Linked DNA regions of Sus scrofa: regions 1 and 2 are each linked to region 3. A link is a contact called in public Hi-C and HiChIP or PLAC-seq data. All regions are on one chromosome and are shown on one strand. The core of a region is the stretch at or near the end of the contact, and the rest is flanking DNA. Distances in the headings are between cores, read along the strand shown. Region 1 holds the start of TANC1 (protein TANC1). Region 2 overlaps TANC1 (protein TANC1). Region 3 holds the start of MARCH7 (E3 ubiquitin-protein ligase MARCH7).

What was found. Hi-C and Micro-C count contacts between places; a contact is called where the count stands out from the background. HiChIP or PLAC-seq counts read pairs in DNA pulled down with a chosen protein or histone mark.
Region 1: an H3K27ac HiChIP or PLAC-seq map of skeletal muscle shows a contact between it and region 3, with 2.7 times the contacts expected there. The contact joins the promoter of TANC1 here to the promoter of MARCH7 in region 3. A contact is called at or near these places in 1 of 5 promoter capture datasets (fetal liver) and 1 of 2 datasets of contacts at active chromatin or transcription factors (skeletal muscle).
Region 2: a Hi-C map of fetal liver shows a contact between it and region 3, with 2.0 times the contacts expected there. The contact joins the enhancer-like site here to the promoter of MARCH7 in region 3. A contact is called at or near these places in 6 of 47 Hi-C or Micro-C datasets (embryonic fibroblasts, fetal heart ventricle, fetal liver and 2 more) and 1 of 2 datasets of contacts at active chromatin or transcription factors (skeletal muscle).

The regions. Positions count from the first base shown.
Region 1 is chr15:65,917,890-65,921,525 of Sscrofa11.1, reverse strand. TANC1 (protein TANC1) reads right to left here and starts at 1,358. Exons shown (of 26, transcript XM_021074763.1): 1 at 1,144-1,358.
Region 2 is chr15:66,050,762-66,054,494 of Sscrofa11.1, reverse strand. The region is part of intron 3 of TANC1 (protein TANC1); the gene reads right to left. Among named protein-coding and RNA genes, the nearest start is that of TANC1, 130 kb to the right of the region's middle. Within about 2 kb of position 1,579, at least 7 of the 83 cell types and tissues checked have an H3K27ac peak or open chromatin away from gene starts, as enhancers often do. A contact at or near this core is called in fetal liver, where this site is marked.
Region 3 is chr15:66,647,495-66,651,498 of Sscrofa11.1, reverse strand. It overlaps MARCH7 (E3 ubiquitin-protein ligase MARCH7), which reads right to left and starts at 2,136. Exons shown (of 10, transcript XR_299495.3): 1 at 1,853-2,136. It overlaps LOC110256931 (a long non-coding RNA gene), which reads left to right and starts at 2,109. Exons shown (of 5, transcript XR_002339014.1): 1 at 2,109-2,245; 2 at 3,885-4,004.

The DNA of each region.
Region 1 (3,636 bases), core at 109-2,608, 730 kb after region 3:
AAGATGAAGGTGCCCTCCTAACCTCCCCGAGTTTATTCCAGCAAGGAAGGGCGCTACCGAGACGAGTACCATCCCTCGAGGCACCGGGATCTGGGGCTGCCAAGGGTGGGCTGGAGGGAGTTGGTACGGGAAAGACTGTCACGGAGCCGGGTGACCTCCGAACCCCCGGGCGCAGCGCCGTATTTCTACCTGGCCACCGCCGCATTTCCTCCCGGAGCCTCACACAATAAGTGAAGTAAGTTTTGAGAACGCCGGTCTAGCGACGTCTCTGTCGGCAAACACCGCACACAATGCCTTAGGGCTTCCTTCCTCGCCAGCCGTTCCGGAAAGCTCCAGCGCCAAAGCCGGGAGCCCCTCACACCCACAACGTGGCGCGCCCGCACCCCAAAGTCCTGCAGGAAGAACTTGCCCCCGATATATGTTTCCCAAAAGAAGTAAGCACGCTTCACTCTCCAAGAACGGGAGGGTACATAACCTTAATACAATTCCAACTCTCCTTCAATCTCTAATCCTAATTCACCTACCCCTTCCCCCAAAAAACGTGGATATACTCATCGCAATGTTCTTGGAAGCGAAGCAATACTTTCAACTCTGCTGGGGTTTAAGTTCACGCGTCAACTTCGCGACCCGCGCTCACCTACACTCCCGGGGCGCCCTGGACCCCACGGTGGCAGGCGCACCTCTCCCCCGCCTCTCCTGCCCCAGGTACCAGGCGCAGCCAGGCCCTTGCCAAGCCCAGAGGCTACAGAGGAGGCGGGAAGGGGGGCGCGGAGACGCGCCGGGCGGGGGTGATCCCGAAACTCGAGCGTGCCGCCGCGCGTTCCCAGTGCCCCCGAACCCCAGCTCCACCCGGGGCCCGCTCGGTCCGTCGCAGTGGGGAAGCTAAAAGAAGGCACCGATTCTCCAGAGACGCCAGGACCAAGGCCCGGAGCGCCCAACATGTCCGTGCCTATCCCCGGAAAGCTCCCGGGTGTGCCCAGCGAAGGGGGGCAGGGAGGCTCCAGAAACTTTCCCACATGCCTTTCCACTCTCCCCATCACCCTCTCCTCTTCCCGGGACCCCCAGCTCCCCTCTGCACTGCAGCAGCTGGTCCTGCCCCGGACGCGCGGAGCCCGGCGGCGGCGCCAGAGCGGCGGGAGTTACCTGCAGGGAAAGTTTCCAGCTCCTCCGCGCTGCTCCCCACCCCCAGGGCCGGGCCTCGGGGCGCGGCCAGCTCTGCGCTCCGCGGCTACCTCTCCTCCGACTCCCAAGGCGGCCGCTGCTCCCGCAGCTGCCACAGCTAAGGCTGCGCTCCCGCCCGTCCCCCCTCCTCGCACAGCCCACAGCCGGGCCTCATTGGCAGCGCGAATCCCCGCCCTTGCGCGTGTTCCCGAAGGCACCTTCCTCTCGCGCGCCCGCCCGGGCCGCGCCTCCCGCGCCCCTCCCAGCCCTGGGCTGCGGCAGCTCCTGGGACCCGCTGGGGTGCGGTGCGCGAACTTTCTATAGGGTCCCCCCACCCCCGACCTTCCCCCAGTGGGGCTAGGCCCCCGATGCTTCGCTTAGGCCCCTCCAGGATTGGATCAAGATGGGTGATAATCTTTTTTTCAACCTCTACAAATCAGTGAAGTGGCCCGGCCTCCCCCCTCCTTGCTGCTTTTTGAAAGCAGCGGAGGAGGACATATGGGAGCAATTAACCAAGCTGAAATTTTGGTGGATGCTTTAGGGTGACTTGTGTGGCTTTCTTGAATTTTCTCTGCCTCACTTAACTACACACCACACACACGTGCGCGCGCGCGCTCAAACATTCACTTTCTGGAGCAAGATTGAGTTCAGGCAGATGGAAGGTGTAAGGGGCATCTCGCCTGCTGTGTCTTTTTCTTTCCCAAATGCGAATTAGGGACTTTCAGGAGCCCGTGATTGCCTCCTGCGCCCCTGGGACCAGGTCCCAGAGCCTCCAATCGCTCTGGGGTGGCCCTGTGTTGTTCTGTGCTGTATTTACGCAGGGCCAACATCGTGCTTGTATCGGCGGGAGGAGGGAGGTATGGAGGTAGGAGAAACACAAAGATGCTATTATTGTTTCGGTTGGCAGCAGTAAATTAAATTACCAAGTTTCTAAAATGTATTGTTATACCCTAGCAGAGGAAAACCAGGATAGGGCCCAAAGATTCTGGAGTCCCCCCAAGATCCCAGGCAAGCAATTCAGGCTGGGGGGCTCGGCCCAGTCCACACCCGAAGCCCTTTAAATCAGCCTTGGTCACGGAGGGATCAGCTAAGACTGTTGCTGCCTTGCATGGCCTGTGGGAATCGTGCACCGGTCACCCAGATAATGTGTCTGGAGCAGGGAATACAGAAGTTGCTATAAATGGATTTATTGGCAACCCCTAACCTTATGTGGCAAACCCGCCTTTAAAGACAACTGTGTTTTAATCAAGTTCCCCCATAAAAACTTCAACCTCACGCAGAGCTTCCCAATATAAAGATTCCTAGTAAGAGGAGAGTCCATATGTAAAGTTCCTGTGAAAAGGGACAGGAAGTAAAATGACATACAATCTCTTTACATAAATAAAAGATGACTGAAATTTGCTGGCTTTTTCACCCACAGTTTTAAAGGCTTGATTATTACTGTCCTGATATTTGAACAGTAAACATATCAGCAGCCTTGAAGTCGTCCTGAAACAAAGCAGGATATGAATATTTAAAACATAAACTTACTAAACCAGAAAAGCTATTGACTTATTTCTTCACTCTGAAATATCTCATTACTGAAAAATATGGTAATGCATTTTATTTAATTTCTCTTGAAATGAAATACAAACAAGTTACCAATCTTTCAACAATAGATTAAAAAGCAGGACAGCAGCCTTAGTAATAAAAGAATGACACAAATGAAAGAAAAAAAAACCTGTTACTCTATCTAATCTGAATTATTAAGATATAAAAGAAACAATCCTAGGAAAATAGATGTACAGTTCTCTGCCTCCAACATCTTTATAATGGATGAAATGTATAATGGATGAATTTTACAATTTATATCACTATTCTTCAGTCTTTGGTTTTTCTAACCTATATTCTCCAATTTTTGATGAAATTGCTCAGTTAAATTGGGCTTTGATACAATGAAATTCATTTTTTTCCCTCTATCCTCAAAGCTCCCTAAGTAGCAAGTAGAAAATCACTTAAATATGTTAATTACCAACATCATCTTTAAATTATTTTTAGTTGAAAATTTTTTGTCTTTATAGCGTCAGAAGTCACAGTCACTAAAAGAGTACCTTCATCACTGCCTAGTTAGGAGTGCTTAACATTCTAAGCAGGCATACAGCTAGCAATCTGAAATTTGTACACAGAAAGGCCCTGTCTCCCCTTCTTCCTGTGGTGTTTATATAATTCAAACTACATATGTTATTATGTACAATCTGATCTCCAGCCTTAACAGCTAACATTACATACAGTATGTCATACTAAGAACATCAAAGCTGTCTTAGGCTGTGAGTGAAAACGGTACATTTTACAGAAGACAGGCCAAGAAGACAGGGCCAAAAACACAGAGTAGTAGAAATTCATGGGTGAGAAAAAAAGAGAGAGAGATCCATTAATATCAAATCTGCAAGAAAATTTTTTGAACATTCTCTAACCATCTAAATGAGTGTAGTGTTA
Region 2 (3,733 bases), core at 330-2,829, 600 kb after region 3:
AGGGAATAAAATTCTGTTGTTGAGGGCCACTAAGTCTGTGTAACTTGTTTCAGCAGCTGCAGGAAACTAATACCGATGGTGAGCACCAAGCTAGGAGGCTGGTTCCCTGACCATACACTGAAGTCATCAAGACCCTGAGCCACCCACCTCTGGACTGTTAACTAGAGAGAAAAAGACATTCTTGTTTAAGCAATTAGATATTTAGTTTGTTTGTTTGGTTTTCAACAAGAAGCCAAACTTAATCCTAACCGTGATCTTGAATTACTGGCCCCAACCTCTCTTTACAGTTAGGATGAAGTTTGCCACCACTGGGCATAATGAGGGAATATGTCTAGTAGAAAAATTTTAATGTCTTAAAAATGTAGCATATCAGAGTATCTAACTTTGTGATTCCTATTTAAAATGGGTAATGTTTAAATAAATTTAAGTAAAATTTTTTAAATATATTTTTAATTTTTATTATTTTTAAATTGAAATATAGCTGATTTACAGTATCATGTTAGTTTCAGGCATATAGCATGGTAATTCAGGTTTCTTACAGATTATACTCCAATAAAGGTTATTATAATATATTGGGTATAATATAGGGATAGCTCATTATGGTTTTGATTTGCATTTCTCTAACAATTAGTGATGTTAAGCATCTTTTCATGTGCCTGTTTGCCATCTGAAAGTCTTCTTTGAAGAAATATCTATTCAGGTCTTCTGTCTCCCCTCTTTATCAGGGCTGCAACTGCAGCATATGGAAGTTCCCAGGCCAGGGATCAAACTGGAGCTACAGCTGCCAGCCTATGCCACAGCCACTGAAACACAGAATCCGAGCTGCATCTGTGACCTACACCAGAGCTCACAGCAATGCTGGATCCTTAACCCACTGAGCAGGGCCAGGGATCGAACCCGTGTCATCACGGATACTAGTTGTGTTCATTACCACTAAGCCACAATTGGAACACCCCCATTTTTTTATTGGGTTGTGGTTTTTTTTTTATATTGAGCTGTATGAGCTATTTTAAATGTATGGTTTTAAATTAGATTATAAACATAAGAAATGTAAGTTAAACTTAAAGGCTATGGAAAGCCATGTTTAAAATTATTAACTACAACACACTGAACTGTAATTTGAAATTCATATCATCTGTAGACAAAATGCTGCTCTCAGACATCAAAAAGCTCATTTTAAAAACAATGGCCCCTCCAGTGTATAGTCACTTAGTCTCTTACTTTCAAAATACTCCCTGGAAGGAATTCAGGAAGAAAGGAGGGAAGGAGAAAAAAAATACCCTTAACTTCAAGTCCAACATAATCTACCCACAGCCTCTAGCTGGCCAGCAAAGCTAGCCATCATTCATTTCTGGTCCCTCTGCTGAGTTCTAGAACCTTCCAGGTGCCACTGCAGTACTCACTGTCATCACTGTGTACTTGTCAGCATCCCCACAGAACTCACTCCTCCGTGTTCCTGGCACCTGTAAGAGGAGGCACTCTGCCCTGAGACACCATCTCTGAGGTCAGGAGCAGCCTGTAATCTTGCTGTGCGCAGCCAGAGGCCAATGTGTCAGGACACACACAAGTGGTCTCTAACAGCCCTGGAGAGCCATGGTGGGCTGGGCTTGTGAGCTTGAGGCAAACGTCCTTCTCTGACCTCTGCGGAGAGGAGCTCACACTTGAACACACGTGGTTCCCATTATCTGAAATACCTCTTGAAAACATCAGAAACCGAAGGGGACAGCAGCAAAGCGATATTTTGGGGGCTTTGCTGTTATCTCTTTCGAGTCGGAACAGGACAAATTACACTCACAGAGGACATAGGTGACCTGTGACATCACTGACAAGGAGCCAGATGAAGAGGCACAGGCAGAGCTCGTCTCCTCCCAACACATCTGCCATCGCCTGTAACAACCGAGACACTCACAACCCTCTCAGCACCAGCGTTCAACTTTCCACCAGTGCCTTGGGTGCAGGACATAGCAGAGGGGCCGGCTTCCACATTCGCTCAGTTGCAGTTCAGATTCTTACTGAATTTTCTTTATCTATCAAAGCCATGGCAATTTTACCTCACTCTCAAAAGCTGACCTAGATAAGCATTAAATTGAGAGTTCTTGGTGACACACGGACTTAATACAACAAAAAGAGTGACTGCTTGTTGATTTTCTTTAAAACCAACTCAGGCTGTCAGACTAATCTCCAGCTCAGCACTTGCTAACATTTAAATGATCCCACCAACTCTCTCACCTCTCCCCTTCTGAGGATGCACGGCCTACAGACGTAAACATTCCAGGAGGCAGAGAGCTGCTAATCCCCCACTAGCCCCTCATTCCCACATGTCACAGTGGGCACTCGCGGGAGTCCTGGCTACCTTCCACAAGGGCTTAAACTTCTGAAAACTTTTGGCCCAAGAAGAATGGGACAATTAAAACAAGTCCTCCACCTACCTACAGCCAAAGAGAAAAGCTCTAGAAGTTCTGGGTTTCAACCTGTTGCACTTTTATATCCAGCTATTAAACAACTGTGAATAATCAGAGTGAATAATCTAGAAGTTCTGGGTTTCAACCTGTTGCATTTTTATATCCAGCTATTAAACAACTGTGAATAATCAGAGTGAATAATCTAGAAGTTCTGGGTTTCAACCTGTTGCACTTTTATATCCAGCTATTAAACAACTGTGAATAATCAGAGTGAATAATCTAGAAGTTCTGGGTTTCAACCTGTTGCATTTTTATATCCAGCTATTAAACAACTGTGAATAATCAGAAAAAAGCTCACTTTAAGAAACACATTAGGGGTTCCCGTTGTGGCTCAGTGGTTAACAAATCCGACTAAGAACCATGAGGTTGTGAGTTCGATCCCTGGCCTTGCTCAGTGGGTTGGGGATTTGGCGTTGCTGTGAGCTGTGGTGTAGGTTGTAGATCCCCAGTTGCTGTGGCTGTGGCGCAGGCCGGCAGCTACAGCTCCGATTAGACCCCTAGCCTGGGAACCTCCACATGCCATGGGAGCGGCCCTAGAAGAGGCAAAAATACCAAAAAAAAAAAAAAAGAAAGAAAAGAAAAGAAAGAAAGAAAGAAAAAGAAACACATTAAAAGTTAACGGTATGCAAAAACAAAACAACTACTGGGAATTTTAACTTTAAAGTGTTCACTTTTTATGCAAACCCAGTCGTGTATAAAGGCAAAGTCAGAATGCAGCCTCTCTTTTAAGAACTTGACATTTTTTTTTTCTTAAAGTATTTTAGCTACTAGATAATAGGGTCAGGAGAGAGGCAGAATTCCTCAGAAATTGTTTCTAGGAAACAGCAATCCCTATGCACATACCACACGGTGGCGCCGCTTCAATGCTAATTTCAGACAAAATGCAGAAGAGTGTTTCTTCACCATGAAGATAGTAATGCTTGTACTCATGAGCAGTTAGGCGCAGGAGGTCCAGATTTTAATATCTAATGTCTCAGGTCACACACATATGGTTAACAATTTACATGGAGAAATTAAAATCCTACAGCCAGTCTGCCCCCATTTCAGGCTGGACCTAAGAGAACTGAGAACTGGGACATACTCACCCAGCAAAGGCTGGTCAGCGTCACTAAGAGCCAACAAGGTAACATGCAGGGCAACATGCAAGGTAACATGCAAGGGCCCATGGCAGGTGCCTCACAGTACAACACTTGAATGTCATCGACCTCTGAAGTTATACTGATACAAATAAGTGAGAAAGAAGAGAAGACTCTCCCAGGTAGAAAAATTCC
Region 3 (4,004 bases), core at 887-3,386:
TTTGTTCCTTGCCTCCCCCCACCCCAAAGAATATATGCACATGTTTATATAGGGGCATCATTGTGCTTTATCTGGGAAATTAATCTCTCTTGCCAATGAGGAAGAGAAATCACTTGTACTTAAGTAAGTATGAATTTTTAATCATTCTTATTCAAGACATCTGATCCAGTACTCAACTTTGGAAAAAACTCAGAACTATACTTACCAAGCATGTTTATATCTGTGGTATAATTTAGGGCAAAAGAAGAGTTGTAAAAAATTCTTACATGTAAAGATTTGTAGTATAGACTTTATATAAGTAGATAGCACTTTGCCTGTGAAAAACGGCCAGCACTCCGTGAAGGGGGTATTTCAGGGAGGGTAAAATTTGAATGTTATTCTGACCAGAATGGACAGATGGACTTTAATATCCGTTCCAATTGTTTATACTCATCAAGTATTATGTCCCCCAGGGTGTTGACTGCTACTCACTACTAGAACTTAATCCTCATCTTAACTCTAAGAATTGACTGCTACGCTTCTAGGAAAACATTAATAAATAAATAATTACGGTAAAATCAAGAATCAGACCTATATCTTCTACCGCTAATGCCTCATATACCCCTGAGGTTTCACAAAATGCTGTATGTAGAGCTGTAAATGAAACACTGACCTCATTTTTTAAAAAATTTTTAATACGGATTTTGTTTGTTTTTTGGCTACACCTGAGGCATGCGGAAGTTCCCCAGCCAGGGACGCCCCCCCCCTTCACAGCAGTATCCACTCATAGCAGTTACAACTCCAGATTCTTAGCCTGCTGAGCCACCAGGGAATTCTGTAATGACCCCATTTCTGAAACAAAATTTTATCTCAAAGGAAAGCAAAAATCTAGTTACACTATATGCCTGCCTTTTTAACAATGGTATACCATTTGATTTTTAAGTCAAAAATTCATCTTTAACCTTACCTCTTGGCTCTAGACAGAAACGGACAGATGAGAGCAAGGAGAGATTTTTAAATTATTTTTAAAATGAAAAAAAAAACTAAAATATTATACAAAATCGGAAAAAAAAAATCTTACTGAATTCCACTTCACTTGGCACCTTTGTTCTTAATAGTGACAAACGACAGCATTCGTGATGAATTTATTACCAAGAGAGATGTTGCCCATATATTTACATCTGTACGTAGGAAAAAAGAATTACAGTATTTTTGGTGTGTGTACACAGTCATCTTCATTATGCAGTTTCATCAAAATGAAGGAGTACTATGTTCTACTGATGCCCTCCATATTTTTACTTCTTAGGCCAACAAGTCCGTTCTTACACATATCATCACGTATTTCCATTTGAAGAACGTACAATTTACCACAAAGCAAAAGAAAGCCCAAAGTTATTACGATACTCAAGAACTTGGACAATCAATCAGCAAATATTTACCGCATCTAAGGTGCTGGCAAAGTCCCTACAATTCAAGGCTGGGCTGGCAGAGCCCTGAGTCTCTTGGCCTTCAACACCTCGCTCATTAAATATTTTACACGTGACACTGCTCGCCCTCGGGGCTCGGTAAAGACCCTCCTAAACCCAACCTAAGGGGAGGCCGCCAAAGGCCAAAATATGGCTCAAGCCCCTTGCCCGAGCCCGCCGCAAGTCCATATGGAAGACGCACAACCTGCCCCCTTCACCCGTCACAAAACTCCACCACGGGACGAAAGGCTCCGGGCAAAGAAGGCCTGCGGACAGCTCCGCTTCGTTCGCGGGATCAAGCTCCTTCACCCCATCTAGAGAGGAAGGAAGCAGGGGCCTCCGCGTCCCCGGGGCCGCACTTCATTTCCTCCCCTCCCCCACCAGCGGCCTAGACTAGAACCACCTACCCCAGAGGTAGAAGCCCAAACTCCGCAGCTTATTCCCCTTCTTCCGGTGCTAACACCGAACAGGCGCGTCCGGCTCCCAGCGATCACACCACTACCTTCTTCCTCTGAGTTCTAGGCCTCTAAATGAGGCTGAACAGTCGGCGGCGAAGCACAATGGCGCCCGCCCTTCTCCAGGATCAGGCGCAGAAGCAGCCGCCACCGTTAAAAGCCCCTCCCTTCTCTTCCTTCCCCCAACCCCACCACTTCGCGGATTCCGCCGACTTCTCGCGAGAGTGGCGAAGCTCCGCGGACCCGAGAACTGCGGGCGGACTCGACGTACCCCACCGCGGGGTGGTGCTCTGACTGCGGCAACCGTTGAAGGGCTGCCCCTGGGGAGTCAGCGAGGCGCCATCGGTAAGCGGCTTCGACTGGTCGGCCGGCGGGCTTGCGAGGGTGCGGGCGCCGGGAGCTGGGCGCTGGAGGCCCGGCCCTAGTTGGCCGCCCTCGCCTGGCTTGGCGAAGGGCTGGTATCCAGCCCTGCCGTTCTCCAGAGCCCAAGTCCGTGGCACAGGCTCTTGCCTCCTCCTGCAAACCTGCAAGGCCCACTGCTCAAAATACCGCCCCCGCCCCTTTTTTTTTCCGCTTGAGGAGTGGCGCAGTCAATGTTTATTGACTTGAATCAAACACTGCCTTTTCCGACCTCCCCTCCTCCCATTCCCTGTCTGCCCTGTGTATCCGAACCCTCTCCTTTAAAGGTTGGAGTGGATTTGTCCCGGACCATTTGTTACTGGTTGTAATTCAGTGGTGGTGGTGTAGTTTCTTAGACAAGTCTTTTAAGATCGTTTTACTAATCTTTGGTAGTGTAGCTACAGATTTTGCAGTAAGAATTCATCCATTTAGAGAGGAAAATTGTGAGGTAAATGGCCTGACGAGAATGAGACGAAACTTTCAGAAATCTGTAAATGTGGTAAACCAAGATATAAAAGAATCCTAATGAAAAGGAGTAGATTAGAGGAAAAAGCCACAATTTCGGTGAATTTAGGTGAATATGTGGATTTTGAATAATGTACCAAACATCAAAGTTCTTCACCAGTAAAGATTAAGTTATTGAAACTTGGAGGCATACTGATTACACTTGATTGGTACACTGACCTATTTTCATTAGGTTGTTTAAGCAATTCTTTAGATCCAAGTAATTTCAATAAATGTAGTATGAAGTTTGTGGTTTTTGTTATTTCATCCGGAGGGTGAAATGTATCATCCCTCTGTCTTAGAAACTAACAGACTGTTCATTCTTCACTATTGTAAATTGTAAAATATTAAAGATAATTATTATTTAAAGTTGGCATATAAATGCCATTCTATCTCTTTAAAATGTGAGTTGAAGGAGTTCCCATTGTGGCTCAGCAGTTAACATATCCGACTAGTATCCGTGAGGAGGTGGCTTTGATTCCTGGCCTCGCCTAGTGGGTTAAGGATCCAGCATTGCCATGAGCTGTGGTGTAGGTTGCAGATGAGGCTCAGATCTGGCATTGCTCTGGCTGTGGTGTAGGCTGGCAGCTGCAGCTCCTATTCAACCCCTAGCCTGAGAACCTCCATGTGCCGTGTGTGCAGCCCTAAAAAGACCAAGAAAAAAAAAAAAAAAAAAAGGTGAGTTGAAGACTATCTAATATGGAATAAAGTGAACAGGGATTGTTTGAGAAAATTAATTTGCTCTTTATAGAAAATTTGCCCAGGTTTCTTCCAACTGTTTGAGTCTACCTGTAGCATTGTGGTTATGAACATAGACACCCTGAGCACAGGCTGCATGGGTTCAAATTTTAGCCCTGCCTCTTACTCCCTTTGTTATCTTGAGCAATTCCTTAACCTTGCCAAGCCAAGGTTTCCTATAAAATGTGGGTTGGAGTACCTATAACTCATAGGGTTGTTGAAAAGATTAAATGGGTTAATGCATCAGTGCCTAGAACATAGTTTAAGCATTCCATAATTGTTAACTATTACATTCCATATCTAAACCACTACTAATACTGTCTTTCTGGACCTTATTACATAGGTCCCTTAAACATCTCAAGTACATTCTACGTTAAGAGGAATGACCGCACCATTTTCCTGAGCTATGGCAGTCAGACCTGGTAAAGGTGTCTTCTCTACAGAACCCCCAAACCTGGCAAGG